3 separate regions of the Zea mays genome follow, and all the other regions are linked to region 1. The links are chromatin contacts, called in public Hi-C maps. All regions are on one chromosome and are shown on one strand. The core of a region is the stretch at or near the end of the contact, and the rest is flanking DNA. Distances in the headings are between cores, read along the strand shown.

Evidence for each region. Hi-C and Micro-C count contacts between places; a contact is called where the count stands out from the background.
Region 2: a contact with region 1 is called in a Hi-C map of ear, with 2.1 times the contacts expected there. The contact joins the promoter of LOC103636643 here to the promoter of LOC107275219 in region 1. A contact is called at or near these places in 2 of 25 Hi-C or Micro-C datasets (ear and tassel).
Region 3: a contact with region 1 is called in a Hi-C map of leaf, with 4 times the contacts expected there. The contact joins the promoter of LOC103636683 here to the promoter of LOC107275219 in region 1. A contact is called at or near these places in 3 of 25 Hi-C or Micro-C datasets (bundle sheath, leaf and tassel).

What each region holds. Positions count from the first base shown.
Region 1 is chr1:76,608,393-76,613,403 of Zm-B73-REFERENCE-NAM-5.0, reverse strand. It overlaps LOC107275219, which reads right to left and starts at 2,604. Exons shown (of 3, transcript NM_001320450.1): 1 at 2,069-2,604; 2 at 1,870-1,971; 3 at 362-1,777. The coding sequence starts at 2,415. The coding sequence ends at 370.
Region 2 is chr1:76,274,316-76,279,326 of Zm-B73-REFERENCE-NAM-5.0, reverse strand. LOC103636643 (protein argonaute 7) reads right to left here and starts at 2,175. Exons shown (of 3, transcript XM_008658998.4): 1 at 1,103-2,175; 2 at 1-256. The coding sequence starts at 1,490.
Region 3 is chr1:76,879,124-76,884,134 of Zm-B73-REFERENCE-NAM-5.0, reverse strand. LOC103636683 (3-oxo-Delta(4,5)-steroid 5-beta-reductase) reads left to right here and starts at 2,141. Exons shown (of 1, transcript XM_008659038.2): 1 at 2,141-3,601. The coding sequence starts at 2,206. The coding sequence ends at 3,411.

The sequences.
Region 1 (5,011 bases), core at 1,355-3,854:
ACCACTAGCAGTGAAAACGCGACAAACACAGCGATACCATACCACCATCCAGGCACGTCAATACTCACATTTCCTTGTTGGGATACAACTCTAGTACTTGTACTAGCAACGGCACCACTCACTAAGCACTGCACTACCAGTGATCAACAACACCCAGCAACAACTTGCAGAGTGTCCACCCACCCACACCCACACCCACATTACATCGACACACTCCTCTAGCTCAGAGCGACTGGCCTAATAATTAACACAAGCATCATCACTGCCCCGCCTGACACGACCAGAAAAAAAAAACAAACGCTAATGCTGCTGCTGCTACTACTACTAGGTGCGACCAATCAAGCGGCGAACGTGACGCTGCACCGCGGTCTAGTCGGACGACGGGCGAGCAGCTGGCGCCCAGTGCGGCGGCGCCGGGCTGAAGTGGCGCGACACGACGCGGGAGTCGAGCAGCTCCACGATGGGCGGGAAGGAGACGCAGCGGGGCACCTTGTACTGGTTGATGGACGCGCCGCGGGAAATGGCGTAGTCCATGAGCTCCTCGAACGTGCCCGACCGGACCACCCGGATCTCCAGCGGCCCGATGGATCCGTCCGCCACGCGGCTCTGTCGATACACCGAGTTGAGCGCCTCCTCCATCTCCAGGCAGCAGCGCTCCAGCACGTCGCCCGCCACGGCCTGCGCCGCCCCCTGCTTGCTGGCCTTGGTGGTGGCCAGCAGCTCCCAGTAGATGACGTAGTGGCCCGGGATGCTGCGGGTGCAGGCGTGGCTCGTGTACTCCACCACCGCCGCGCCGCCGCCGCAGCGCGCGCGGAGCAGCGCCGACGCGCGGTCCACGGCGCGCTGCAGCTCCGCCTCGTCGGTCTTGTCGGACTCGATGGACAGCAGCACGTTCTTGCGGCGCACGAACCGGAACTGCGGCGCCGCGTTGTGGAAGCCGGCCACGCGCAGGATGTCGCCGACGCGGTACCGGTACAGCCCCGCGTACGTGGTGATCACCAGCTCGTACTCGCGCCCGGCCTCCACGCGGGCCAGGTCCACCAGCTGCGCCGCGTCGCCGGGGGCCACGCCGCTCGCCTCGTCCACGGGGAGGAACTCGAAGTAGCCCATGTTGGGCATGATGGTGTAGCACACCTCCGACGGGCGGCACATGGGCCGGAGGTTCAGCCCGAAGTAGCACTCGGAGGAGGCGTACATTGTGCACGCCATGGGGAGGCCGCCGCTGTAGTACTCCAGGGTGGGGATGTACTGCTGCATCGCGCCGGTGACGATCACGTCCAGGTACCGGGTGTTGGGCCACACGCGGGTGACGATGCCCGCCCAGTCGCCGCGGGAGCACTCGGCGCGGACGAAGCGCGCCAGCTCCGGGTCCCCGCGGAGCACGCGCGCGACGGCGTCCCGGACGGACGGGTCGGCCACGCGCGGGGTCAGCGACCCGGACTCGATGTCGTCGGCGAGCTGCTCCCAGTGCAGCTGCAGGAAGCGGATGGCGCGCAGCAGGCCCGACGCGAAGACGGCGCCCACGCGGAGCACGTCGTGGCGCTGGCACAGCCCGCACACCATCTGCGCGTACATGCTCTGGAACGCGTCGGCGCACAGGATGGCCGCCGTGGGGCTCGTGTAGTCGTGGTACGGGTCGAACGGCCGGTTCTTGAAGTGCTCGCTCTTGTAGTAGCTCGTCAGCACGGGCCGCGCCGTCAGCCCGCCGGGCGTCGTCGTCTCCGACTTGACGAACAGGAAGTAGAGCGCCTTGCCCTTGTCCAGCCCCGGCAGGTACCTGTGTGTGTCACGTCGAATTATCATCATGCCATCCCTCCGTGCGAGTATAATTCGCTACTGGCTGACGAGTAGCAATGGTGAGCTTATTACAGGTTCATGACGGGCATAAGGAGGCTGTACAGCAGCTGGCGCCGGTCGAGCTCCTCCTTGATAGTTGGCATCAGCTTGCGCTCGCCGGCCGAAGTCCCAGAGCTTCATTAGGAATGGAAGCGATCGAATCCAATTATACAAGGCGACGTCAACACCTAACACAGGCAGAAATCCCAATGAATAAAAAAAATGCGCGTACCTGGTGAGGAACTCGGAGATGGGATGCGCGGAGAGGATGGGCGAGCGGTCCCCGTTGGCGATGCGCTGGATGTCGGGCTGCAGGTCCTCGTAGGTGACGACGGGCACCTTGGCGCGGAAGGCGGCGCGGTCCGTGGCGCCGGCGAGGCCGCAGCGGGCGAGGTACTCGGTCCCGGCGTTCCTGGCCAGGATCTCGGCCAGGACGCGCTCCTGCACGGCGTCGACGTCGGAGGTCATCTCCTCGATGAACCTCAGCTTCTCGGCGTCCTTTTGACCGTCGCAGCCCGCCGGGGCCGGCGCCGGCGCGCGCAGCGCCGTGGCCGCGGGCATGTCGGTCATCACCGCCATCGTCCGGATGGAAATGGGATCCCGGTGGAATAGGAGCGAGAGAGGTGGGGTCGATTGAACAGGAGCAGAGGAGTTGGTTGAGCCAAGCGGTGGAGACGATCCCTGATGGTGGAGGAGGAGGAGGAGTTGTTGTTGTTGTGTGAAGTGTGATGCCCTGACCTGATGGTGGATGGAAGGATGGGTGTGGATGGAGGAAGGTGGGAGCGGAGGAGGGCGGTTTATATAGTCGGGGCGGAGGCGGAGGGCACGGGGGTGACGGCGAGGAGTGTCGGGTCCGGGGGCGGCAGGGTGGGGACCCGTGTCGCGTCGGGAGGTGGGCAACAGCCCGGCAAGCCCGGCCACGTCGGGCCCGGACAGGTCACGGCCTTGCTGCGTCTCGCGTCCGCCGGGAGGAGGACGGGAGCCACGACCGGCGATGCGGCGCGCTTCACGCGCTCGGCAGGCAGGCAGCGCGCGCGATCTCCTCCCAGACCTAGGTAGGTGTTCGCGGGCCGGGCGGCGGAGGGCAAGGGCTTCCATTGACCATGCATTGTGCCTGTGCCTGTGCCTGTGCGCGCGCTGTGCTCCTGGCTCGCCTCGCCTAGTTCTTCGCTTCTGCCGCGCGCCTCCTGCGCGTTTATCTCGTGCCGCCCGGATAACATGGGACGTGTTCAGGCGCAGTGTGCAGCGGAGTGGCGTACAGCGGAGCAGAAGCTAGCCCCATCCGTAGGGCCATGATGACTAGCTAGTCGGCTCCGGCTGTGCTGCTGGCGCTGTGTACTCTACTCTCTCTATATTCCAGAAGAGGAGAAACAGCAGTGCGGAATGGCATGGCACTTGGCAGGTCCGTTATTGTGTGCAAACGGCTCTCTCGACGGTCCACGGTCACGACCCGGCCCCGGCTGTCTGCAGTTTCTCAAAAGCCTAGCCGTCGACAGGAACATGTCCTCCACTACTCCGCCTAGCTCGCCGCCGCCGCCCGTCGACGCGAGAAGCAGCCAGCAGCAGACCGCCGCACGGACAAATCGCAACAGCACACACGCAGAGACCACCAAATAATCCTTGCTTCGCGCGCTGCGAACCGAGGCCGCCCGCGCCGGAGCAGTGGGACTGTGGGGACTGGGGGGAGTGTCCACTGTCCGCTGCTGCCTGCCGCGCGCCTTTGTTCTTTTGTTTAGCGTGTACTACGTATTTCTGTTTCGCTTTTCCTTTTCGGCGATGCGCTTTAGTTTGTCCGGCCGTATTTAGCGCGGCAAAGGCAACGGATGGCAGAGATCTGCTGCTCTCTATCCTTTTTGCAGTACAGGGCGAGTGGGATTCATCAGCTAGCTGGGGGAGCGCACCGCCACTGCACCGAGACAGTGTCATGCATGTAACAGGATCGTACGTTTGCACGAGACTGGTGGGCGGCAGACCGGCAGCTGCTGCACGTACGTCGCTCGCGTGCCCGCCGGCCGGCCGGTTCGATGATCTCTTCCGATCCACGGTGTGGCCGTACCCGTACCCGTACGGTACGGGGTCACCTCCTCCACGGGCGCCGGCAGCCAGGTCATGCCGTATCGTGCAGTGTGCCAGTGTTGTGCCTCACTCACATGGCGTCGCCGGCTACATATATATATACGGAGCATCACACCACACAGAAAACACAGTAAGGAGAACACACAGCTAGCGCGACGACCGTCGCGGTGTGTGTTTGGGTCGTCATTAATTGTGGAGACGTTAGCTAGATTAGATTCGCTGTGTGATTGTTATTTGGGTGGGCGGTTAGATAAAGATTAAGCTCAGGTTTACGCAGCCTGGCCATGTGAATGAGCAGAGAGCTCTGCTATACGGGCTACGGCCGGCGGCTCCCCCGGCCGGCCGCATGTGCCCACGTTGCGGTTATCGGCGGCCCGGCATGCATGCTGGTACGCCGGAGCTGGACGGACGGCACGGAAGCGCGCGGGAGATGGCAGATATTCTCCCCCGGCCTGGTGGGGTGTTGGTACTTGGTACGGTGTGCCTGCACTGCCGCGACGACGATACATCTTCGATGCGCATTATATATAATCCGAGTCAAAACAATGCATCTCATGCATATGTAATTAAGATACGTTCGAGAATCCAGATCCAGTGCGGAGCTAGCTACTGATCTAGATAGAGGTAGCTATACTGCCTAGCTACTGGTATCCCCCCCACTAGCTCGGAATATATGGCTGGGCCTGTCTGGCTCGATCGCCAGAGAGATTCCCATGGCAGCGCCCGGAAGCAGGAATGAAGCTTCGAATCACCCGGCCGCGCGCCTTGTATATTGCAACATGCAGGCAGGCCGGAGGAGGGTTTTCAACCCGGCCGCTGGCCCCTGGGCTGGGACTTTGCTTGCATTGCCACACGCACGCACGACGCAGCACCGGCCGGCGACTCCTGCGCCGACTCCTGTGGTGGGGGCGTACGCATGGGATCGGAGACCGGGATCCCTGCACGTTGTAGGGAATACTAGCTCCGATCGATCCGGTGCACCGCCCCACGCGCGCGCCCAGCAGCGGCAGCAGCGCACACACAAGCACACTGCATGCAAACATTTAATGGAGGCCGGCCGGCCGGCCGGCCGCTACGTGGCCTGCGTGCATGCACGCAG
Region 2 (5,011 bases), core at 926-3,425, 330 kb after region 1:
GCCGTTTCTTTTGACGGGTGCGGGGATATGTCGACATCGTAATGAAAGATCTTCTGCCCGGGATCGAAACGCACGAGGAAATGGTTTGCGTAGAGAGGAATTGCAGTCCCCCCAACACCGCCACTGTCTGGTCTGGTCGCAACGGTAACTCCATGCACGGTGGTGGATGAGTTGTGATGGGTGCTCAGATGATTTGGCTTCGTTTCTGATGTTTGGTTCTCGTGAATGAAGCACTTGTGCTGAATCAGCTCGGTATCTGTTAATAAATTGGTATCGTCAGAGCCGTGCAAAGAAAAAGACAAATTTGAGCAACCACATCGTTAGGTGATTTGCACCATATATAAAATAAAATATTGCCAGGTCAAAAAGGAGGCACACGTTTGCCCTGAAAATTCTCACTTTAGAACAAGTAATGCAGAAAGTGTACAGCAAAACACAAAGAGTCCAAAAAAATGGAACATGTCTGTCTCAATGGGAAAGAAAGACCACTGGCGCATTAGTGGATCACAAATCCTCCCTAGTAAAGAGACGGCCATAGCCATATGCCCCCTTCTGAGGAGGGGAAAGGGGACTAACCGTCAAAACAGGAAAGGCGTCAGCCACAGTACCGCAAATAGAACTTTGTCTGTGTCTCATTAAACATTCTTGCGCTCTCCTTTTTCCCAAGAACAGTTTCAGTCCAAATTCGCGAGAGAGAAAAAACAGTGCAAGAGAAGGAAAAAAACAATGATGCGTAGTTCTAAGCATGAATCCATGAAATCACAAGCCACCAAGGGTACAAAATGGCAGGACTTGTTTGGCTATCTGGTACTACAGTAGAATTGCACCTAAAAGTCACTGTGCCGCATTACCTCGGCATGACAAGCCATTAGGGATCAAACATTAAGAGGAGAAACTATATTCTTTGGTACTAGTATCTAAGCACCCTCACTATCGGCCATTAAAAAACCATTAGAGCTATAGGAAGTAGCAGCACACCGCACACATCGATCAAGAAAGCAACAGCACTAACAAGGAGTGGCATTAAGCATATAAAAACACACGCCATGAGACCGGTGTAGTAGTAGCCAGGAGGGGAAGTAATCAAAGGATAGCGCTTTACCGTGCGGTAGCGGCAGCAGCGCGGCGGTGACGGCGTGCGGCGGCGGCGGCGGCTTCCTCGATCTCCACGGCGGCCCCCTAAGCAGCGGGGGGCCGGTGGGCTTCCCGTAGCACGCCGGCACCTTGGGGAACAGCAGCGGCGGCGGCGGCGGCTGGTGCAAGTAGACCAGCACGGGCGGCGGCAGCGGCAGCGCGATGATGCCGTTGCGACGCGCGTGTAGCGGCAACGGCAGGAGCGCCGGGTAGGCCTGGATGATCGGGTGATGCCTGCCGCCTCCGCCCTTCCACCTCCTCCTCGCATTCGCGCTCGCGCCACCGTCATTGCTAACGCCTCCGCCGCCGCCGCCGCCGGCCTTCCTCTCGTTCTTGGGCACCGCTTCCCCCTCCATGGCCGAGTTTCTGCTGCTGCCACCGGGCAGCGGGAAGTAAGCGCTACCCCGGTCCAATTTGTTCGTACTACTTGGTACTGCTGCGCAGCTTCTTCCGGGGCAGCAGGATCACAGCTTCTTGGGCTCCTTTTGGCGTGGCGCGGCGCGGCGTGGGCGTGGGTTGGCCTTGTGTGGGTTTCTTGGATGGTTGGAAGGTAGGGGGGCAAAAAGGAGGAAGCTGGAGAGGGGAAGAGTGGGGCGGAACTCGGAAGGGGATGGATGGCTGCCTCTGCCTCTGCTGAGAGAGAGAGAGAGGACTGGAGGAGGTATTAATGGTATGGCAGGCGCAGAGGTGGGGGACAGGAGAGAAGCCGAGGGGAGGGAAGGAAGGAGGAGGAGCATCTCTACGATAAACGCTGAGCACCGCTGCGCTGTGGCTACTATGCCTGTGCACTCCTTTGCCTCAGCGAACTGTGCCATCCATGCTGTGCTCCTCTCCCTTTGCTCGCTGCGCCTGCGCTGCGCCATTAAAAGTTTCTTCCTCCATTCTGCATTCCTGCTGCGCTCCTGCTGCCCCGTCTTCCCAGATTCTCAATGTTGGAGGGGGGATAATTTAATGCCGCACTAAAGACACCGACTCTACTACGCTGCATCTCGCTCCGTGCTCGAAAAAAATCCAGTTCTAACACAATCCCGTGTTCTATAGTATCTTGAAATTTAACTAACTATAGATAAAAATATCAATAGTTATAACATAAAATATTATTAATAGAACTAAAATAAATATGTTCTGCAACTAGGATGTAAGTTGTACATTAGCTATTTCACTTAACTATTCATAAAAAAAACAATATTCCCTCCACCTTGTGATATAAAGTCATTTTTTTCCTTGTAAAAAAATGATAGTTACATGAAAATTTGGCCAATCAAGGTACGCTTTTTATACATTGATATGCAAGAGGTTTTTTTTTCTCAAAGAAAAAAGGCAAAATTTTTATTCACACGCTAGAATACAACGACCTGGTTTTCAAGTGGAGATGTGATTCTTTTTGGTACGAAGATTCCATCCTTTGTTTTTTGGTCTTTTTTCCAAACCTTTTTTACAAAGAGAAGAAAAAGGTGTGAGCCGAGGGCATGATGAAATCCACTTTGGTAGTAGGTTTCTTGGTCCTCGCTTTGCTGTGAGGCTTGGCTGGCTCCCTCCCTTCCTACGCTCTACCCCGCTTTGTAGTAGTAGCAGTAGTAGGCTGAAGAGAGTCAGCTCATAGATTAGCCCGTCTCCATCAATGTACTGAAGCCATCTAGGGATTTGCTGAGAATCCTTGCCATTATGAATCTCTGCCTCTCCACCGATGCTCCGTTAGGGAAAAAAAAAAAGATAGTACAGTAGTACTAGTCAACAGAACACTGACCAAAACTAGGCGCAACGACCTTTTAACATACACTAGATTATCCTCATTTTGATTACTAGTAGTAGTAGATGGCAAACTAAAGATTGTTTTTTTCAGTAACAGGAATTCAGTGAGAGCATTCAGCATTGCGCACAACAGCCAGCCAGCCAAATTGCATATACGAAGACATGACATGCATCATTGGACTGAACAGTGTGCAGGCCAGAGTTTCTCCCACTTGTCTGACCCTTTTGACCTGAATGAACATAGGAAGCCATGCAGGTTGCACCGAAAGGTGAAATCTTTCCATGTTCACTTTTACCGAGACGTGTGGATGTGGATGTGGATGTGGATGTGGATGGAGGGAGGGAGATGGCTACCACAACTCTGAGAAGAGAAGTAAAAGGGACATTGGTGCCTGCCCGTATAAAAACTCGCTTCTCTGCATTGAATGGAATGGTTGTGGCTGTGGTTGCCCCCCAACAGTAGCATAAAAGAGCAGCTCTTGTACTGCCGCCTTTGCCTTCCCCCAAATCGCCTGTGCAGACAAGAGGGTGGGAAAGGAGCTATCGTCTTTACCCTGCTTTGGTCTCAGCGAAGAACCATGCTTCTAGAGCCTTGATTTTGCCATTGCACCACCGAACCGATGCTGAGAGTTAGAAAAAAAAATCTTGGTATGGAGAAAAGCAGTAGCTGCCAACGTAGGAGTACTTGTTAAATAAAACACCGCTCAGCAACAGGTGGTCAGGAGCCTTTGCTAATAGTCAGAGGAGAAAGCAACAACATGTGTTTATCTAGCAGAAGGATGGATGTGCTTGGCCAACTTTTTTGCATTTTAGCTTTTTTAGGGTTTTTTTACAACTATGTCATTTGCAGTTTCATTTCAAAAAATTTACCCCAACCTGACGTCATCATCATTGGCGCCGAGGTAACGCATACTGACGCCGAAATAATTGACGCCAACATTTCCTACGTGGCAGCCGATGTGGCAAGTCCCAGGGGGTCGACGTCATAGATCTTGGCGCCGACCCCCCTGGATAGCGCCGGACCTCGCCGTCAAGGGGGGTCAGCGCCAAGATCTATGGCGTCGATCCCCTAGGACTTGCCACATCGGCTGCCACGTAGGAAAAGTTAGCGCCAATGGTACTGGCGTCGTTGTGCGTTACCTCGGCGCCAATGATGATAGTGCCGAGGTTGGGGTTCATTTTTTGAAATGAAACTGCAAATGGCATAGTTGTGCAAAAAAACCCAAAAAGGGCTAAAATGCAAAAAGTTGGTGTGCTTGGTCGTTGGAAGGATGGGATGTAGGCCGAGTGAAACTGTGAAAGGAAAATAGGGTCAAACCTTTTTCTAAATGATTTTGGTGGTTGAATGCCCAACACAAATAATTGGACTAACTATTTTGCTCTAAACTATATATTCTACAGGTGCTAAAGATTCAACACAAACCAATAAAAAGATTAAAGTTAGGGTTCAAAAGAAAGGAGCAAAGGAAACCGAAGAGAACCCTGGTCTGGCGCACCTGACTGTCCGGTGTGCTAAAGATTCAACACAAACCAATAAAAAGATTAAAGTTAGGGTTCAAAAGAAAGGAGCAAAGGAAACCGAAGAGAACCCTGGTCTGGCGCACCTGACTGTCCGGTGTGCCACCGGACAGTGTCCGGTGCACCAGGGACCGTACAGGCTGAACTCTTCACCTTCGGGTTTCTGAAGAGCCGCTCCGCTATAATTCACTGGACTGTCCGATGTGCCAGCAGAGCAACGGCTAAGAAGCGCAACGGTCGACTCCAACGGTCGCCTGCAAACGTGAACGGTGCGCGGACAGTTCGCGCAGAGCCAGAGCAGCGCCTGAAGGCGCACCGGACAGTGAACAGTGCCTGTTCGGTGCGGCACCGGATAGTGACCAGTGCCTGTCCGGTGCGGCACCAGATAGTGAACAGTGCCTGTCCGGTGCCCCAAGATGTCAGAGCTCCAACGGTCGAAACCGTCAGAACCCTAACGGTTGGGTGACGTGGCTGGCGCACCGGACTGTCCGGTGCGCCCATCGACAGACAGCCTCCCCAACGGTTGGTTTGGTGGTTGGAGCTATAAATACCCCCCAACCACCACCACTCCAAGCATCCAAGTTTTTCAGACACCTCATTCAATACA
Region 3 (5,011 bases), core at 892-3,391, 270 kb before region 1:
GCTGGAATTGTTGAATATACCTGCTGCACTACTGGCAGAAGCACATCTCGTGGCCGACGAAGACGACAAACATCTTTTAAGTATATATGATCTCATAAATAATGAACTTTACCGTAGAACTCATACCGAAGTTATGCTTAGATGCTTGAACTCTGATGGTGCTGTATTAGCCATGGCTGAAGTAGTACGTGAAGCCATTTATGGTACTCACCAATTGGCTTCAAAAATGAAATGGCTTTTTAGAAGGTCTGGGTTTTATTGGCCTAGTATGTTTGTTGATTGTTTTAAGTACTACAAAGGATGTCAAGTGTGTAAAAAATCGGTTATTTATAAATGGTTCCTGCTGCCGAATTACATCTCATTATCAAGCCTTGCCCCTTTAGAGGCTAGAGTTTGAACTTTGTGGGCGAAATTCATCCATTATCGTCCAAGGAGCATAGGGTTGTATTACCAGCTACTAACTATTTCACCAAATGGACCAAAGTTGTTGCCTTGAAGAATATGACACACTAGGAGGTGATTGAGTTTGTGACTGAGCATATTATCCATAGATTTGGCATTTCCCAAACTTTGACTACGGATCAAGGGACTTCTTTTATGTCCATAGAGGTTCGTGAGTTTGATGAATCAAATAGGGTTAAGTTGTTTATTTCATCTCTATATTATGCTCAGGCCACTCGCCATGCCGAGTTAAGTAATAGGACATTGATTAGTATTATTAAAAAGTAAATATCTGATCATCCTAGGCATTGTCTTAAATTTTTGTCTGAGGCCTTGTGGGATCATAGAATATATAAACATCGTGCTACTAAGGTTTCTCCTTTTGAGCTTATGTATGGGCATGAATGCTATCAGATTTGATAGGAAAAATGATCTATCTGTCGTTGAATATCATGGCTTGATGATGTACAATATTGATGAGGTGATAGACAAGAGGATGATGGATCTAAAAGAGATTGAGAAAGACAAGCTTATAGTTGACAAAGCCTATAATAAGAAGGTAAAGACTAAGTCATTCCAGGTCGAAGATCTAATCTGAAAGACAATCTTGCCATTAAGGAGCAGAGTCCAAAAATTTGGCAAATCGTCCCCAAGTTGTGGAAGGCCTTACAGAGTCACACATGTAATATCTGGTAATGCGTACATGCTGCAAACATTGAAAGGTGAGAAGTTATATAAGGCATTAAATGGTTGTTTTCTAAAGCAATAACATCCTAGTGTATGGTAAGATGTTGAGAAGATCGATGTTCTCACATCGAGTTTTATTGATTAGAAAGCTTGTACCAATTGCTTTTGATTCGCTAAGCTCCACTAAAAGGCAGGGGCATGTGTTGAGAACAAGATTGGCACCTAGATGTCCGATTGGTCCAGTCTTGTGGCTCGGACGGTCCGAACTACAAATGTTCCGCGTGATAGCCTGGATGATCCGCGATTAGATTAATTATGACTAGAATCCTTATCCCTTGCGTGATTATCCTAACAAATCTCGCTGGAAAACTATTAGAAATCGCCTAGGAATGGGTCCAGACCTCCCCCTATTATATATATGAAGAGGGGTATGGTCGATTGAAACACACAACAACCGATCTATCAAACAAACTTTACGTTATGCATTGGGAGTAGGAGTAATTTAGTCTTAGTTTTAGTATTTCTCGACCTAAATATTCACCTCCCTTTGGTTCTACGTCGTTAGAGGCGTCTTGGGTGGCCTGCAGATCCCAACGCAACTATATATAGGATCTTTCCTATTGACGGGGTACATCCCGGGAGGCAAAATCTAGGGTTTGCGGGAAATTCACGAAGCCCTCCGCACCCTCGCGGATCGATCGCTACCTCCACACTAACATTATGCATGCTTGCAGAAAAGAGCGGATCTCCCAGCGCAGAGTCGCGTACGATCCAATGACCTAGCGCGGATGGTCCACGCTCCGGCCCTAGAGTGATCCCAAGGTCTCTTCCCTGCGGGACAAATGATCGTTGGTGTTTGGTTCAAAAAGACTAACACCCGCTATTTTAAACTTTGTTTTATATAAACCGTATAGTATACAGATATATTGTATAAAATAGTGTTTTATATGACCATGTGCAAACAGTAAGTCGACAAGAGAGGCAGCCGGATATATAAATAAATGTTCTAGACCTGCACGCTGCACCTGCAATTCCTGCTCCCCTTGAATCTGCAGGTTTTTTGGTCGGCGTACAGCAATGAGCTTGAGCTGGTGGTGGACACGGTCTGTCGGCGCAGTCAGAGAGCGCAAAGATGAGCTCGCCGGCGTGCCTGAGCATTCCTTCCAGAGCGTGGCCCTCGTCGTTGGCTCCACCGGCATAGTAGGCGCCTCCCTCGTGGACATCCTCCCACGGTCGGACACCCCCGGCGGGCCATGGAAGGTATACGCGCTCTCCCGCCGTCCACCACCGCCCTGGTCCCTGCCGTCATCCTCCTCGCTGACACACATACACGTCGATCTCACCGACTTCGCCGCCGTCGCCGAGGCCCTCACGCCGCTCACCGACATCACGCACGTCTTCTACGTCGCCTGGTCCCCGCGCGCCACTGAGGCGGAGAACCAGGAGGCCAACTCCGCCATGCTCCGCAACGTCCTCTCCGTCGTCGTCCCCAACTGCCCCGCCCTCGCCCACGTCTCGCTCCAGACGGGCACCAAGCACTACCTGGGACCGTTCGAGCTCATTGGCAAGATCCCCACTCCGGACCCGCCCTACACCGAGGACGTGCCGCGCCTGGACTGCCCAAACTTCTACTACGACCAAGAGGACGTCCTCTTCGCCGCAGTCTCCCGGCGCGGCGGCGCCGTGAGCTGGTCCGTGCACCGCCCCAACCTCATCCTCGGCTTCTCTCCGCGGAGCTTCTTCAACGTCGTGTGCAGCCTGTGCGTGTACGCCGCCATCTGCCGCAAGGAGGGGGTCGCTCTGCGCTGGCCGGGGTGCCTTGGCTCCTGGGAGAGCTTCAGCAACGCCTCCGACGCGGACCTCATCGCCGAGCAGCACATCTGGGCGGCCGTCGACCCCATGGCCAAGAACCAGGCGTTCAACAGCAACAACGGAGACCTTTACAACTGGAAGACGCTGTGGCCGGTACTCGCCGCTCGTTTCGGGCTGGAGTGGACCGGGTACGACGGCGAGGAGAAGCAGTTCAAGGTGTCGGAGGCCATGGCCGGGAAAGAGGCGGTGTGGGCGGAGATTGTCAGGGAGAACGGGCTCGTGGAGACACGCCTCCGCGACGTTGCCGATTGGTGGCTTATCGACGTCGTGGTCTATGAGCATGGCGCCAACTGGAAGCTTTTGGATAGCATGAACAAGAGCAAGGAGCACGGATTCCTCGGCTTCCGCGACACAGTGAAGTCCTTCAACAAGTGGATTGACAAGATGAAGGCCTGCAAGATTGTTCCTTGAATGTACCTTGGATTGGATGTTTATACTGGTCAGTTTCTTTGATAACGCTGGCTGCGACATCTTTTCAGTATCAGGTATATATCAAACTGTTCCCGAGGAATCAAATAAAGATGAATACGTTTGTTCTTCTGTCCCTTGTATTGTGAAATAAACATGAATCTATTCACATGTGTACTACCTGGATGAATCATCTAATGTGTTATTCTTTGTCTTCGGCAAAGTACCCTGTACGCGCTACTTGCATGTTGCAACTTGTGTAGACCAATTCCTGTGGAGCTGTGGCCACTTTGCACTGACAACAACCCCCGGTCAGGCTTCGTCTGGATAGGACTTGATTGGCGTGGATTGGGGCAAACCTCGACAGGCATTCCGTTGGCGCCAAAGGGACCATCAGGCCTCAATCATGCACATTTCCCACCCGCTAGGGTTGGGTGATCCCCTGACATCCATCCACCAGATCCCCACCCACCTGGTGCTCTCCCTTGCAATCACATTATATTGGTTATTTGGATGGGCCTGTCAAGGGCTTCAGATTAGGCCAACCATGCACATTTTCTTGAATTATCATTCACAATCAGGAGAAGTTCAGATTAGGTATAAACTTGCTCTTTCATATCATTAAAACTTTACATATGTTGTATCACTAAAATATGATCCCTCCATTAATATAACTGGATACTACAGATCTTTCTTATCTTCCTGAAAATGTGGCACTGATCTAGACACTACTGAGTGAGGTGTTGGCAGTGGTTAACTATGCAGTATATAATAGTCCAACGGAGAGGTTAAGAAATCTGGTTTGTCATATACTAGTGTCTAACGTGTGCCCTGCGCGCGCTGGTTTTTTTATGTCCACTAAAATATGTATGTAAATAAGATCCTACGTACAACACAATTGATATAGTTTATTGATTGGTAGAAGGAATAGCAGATAGATATATGACTCGCCCTCCCTTGAAGGCTTTGAGCTGCACTTCTTTGATCTAATTTTTGCTTGCCTTAACAATGACTCCTTAGCTGCCTTTATAGAGCAGGCGCCTAACAAGCTCCCTAACAAATCTTATCTAAATAACGAATCTTATCTTATCTCTAAACTCTATCTTAACCTTATCTCTAACTAACTCTATCCTAAATAATCCTAATAGATCTGCTCCAATAGAGCCAGCCCAGCTAGCCCATCAACTGCCCATAACAACAATAGTGATAGTTTTTTACATAAACAAATGGAAGGTGCAATGCAATTTCTTAAAATGAAGAAAAACACTAATATAAGTGGTTGATCTAAAAAATGAAGAGGAAGTAGTGCAATCTAACCTGTTTTGTAGGAAGCTATATGTGAGGGCATAAGGAGGCCCACGGAGGGGATGCGGCAGCAGCAACCATGGGCCTTTCAAGGGGGATTAGATAAGGATAGTTAGAGATAAAATTATAAGATTAGTTGAGATTATTTAGGAGATTAGTTGAGATTATCTAGGAAGGTTATCAGTTAGTAGTTTGTTGAGAGTTTTTAGAAGAGTTTTAAGGAGATAAGGATCTCTAGCTAGATAGGGGCGGGCAGCCGGCCTATTTATGTAATTAATGGATGAGAAATAAACCAGAC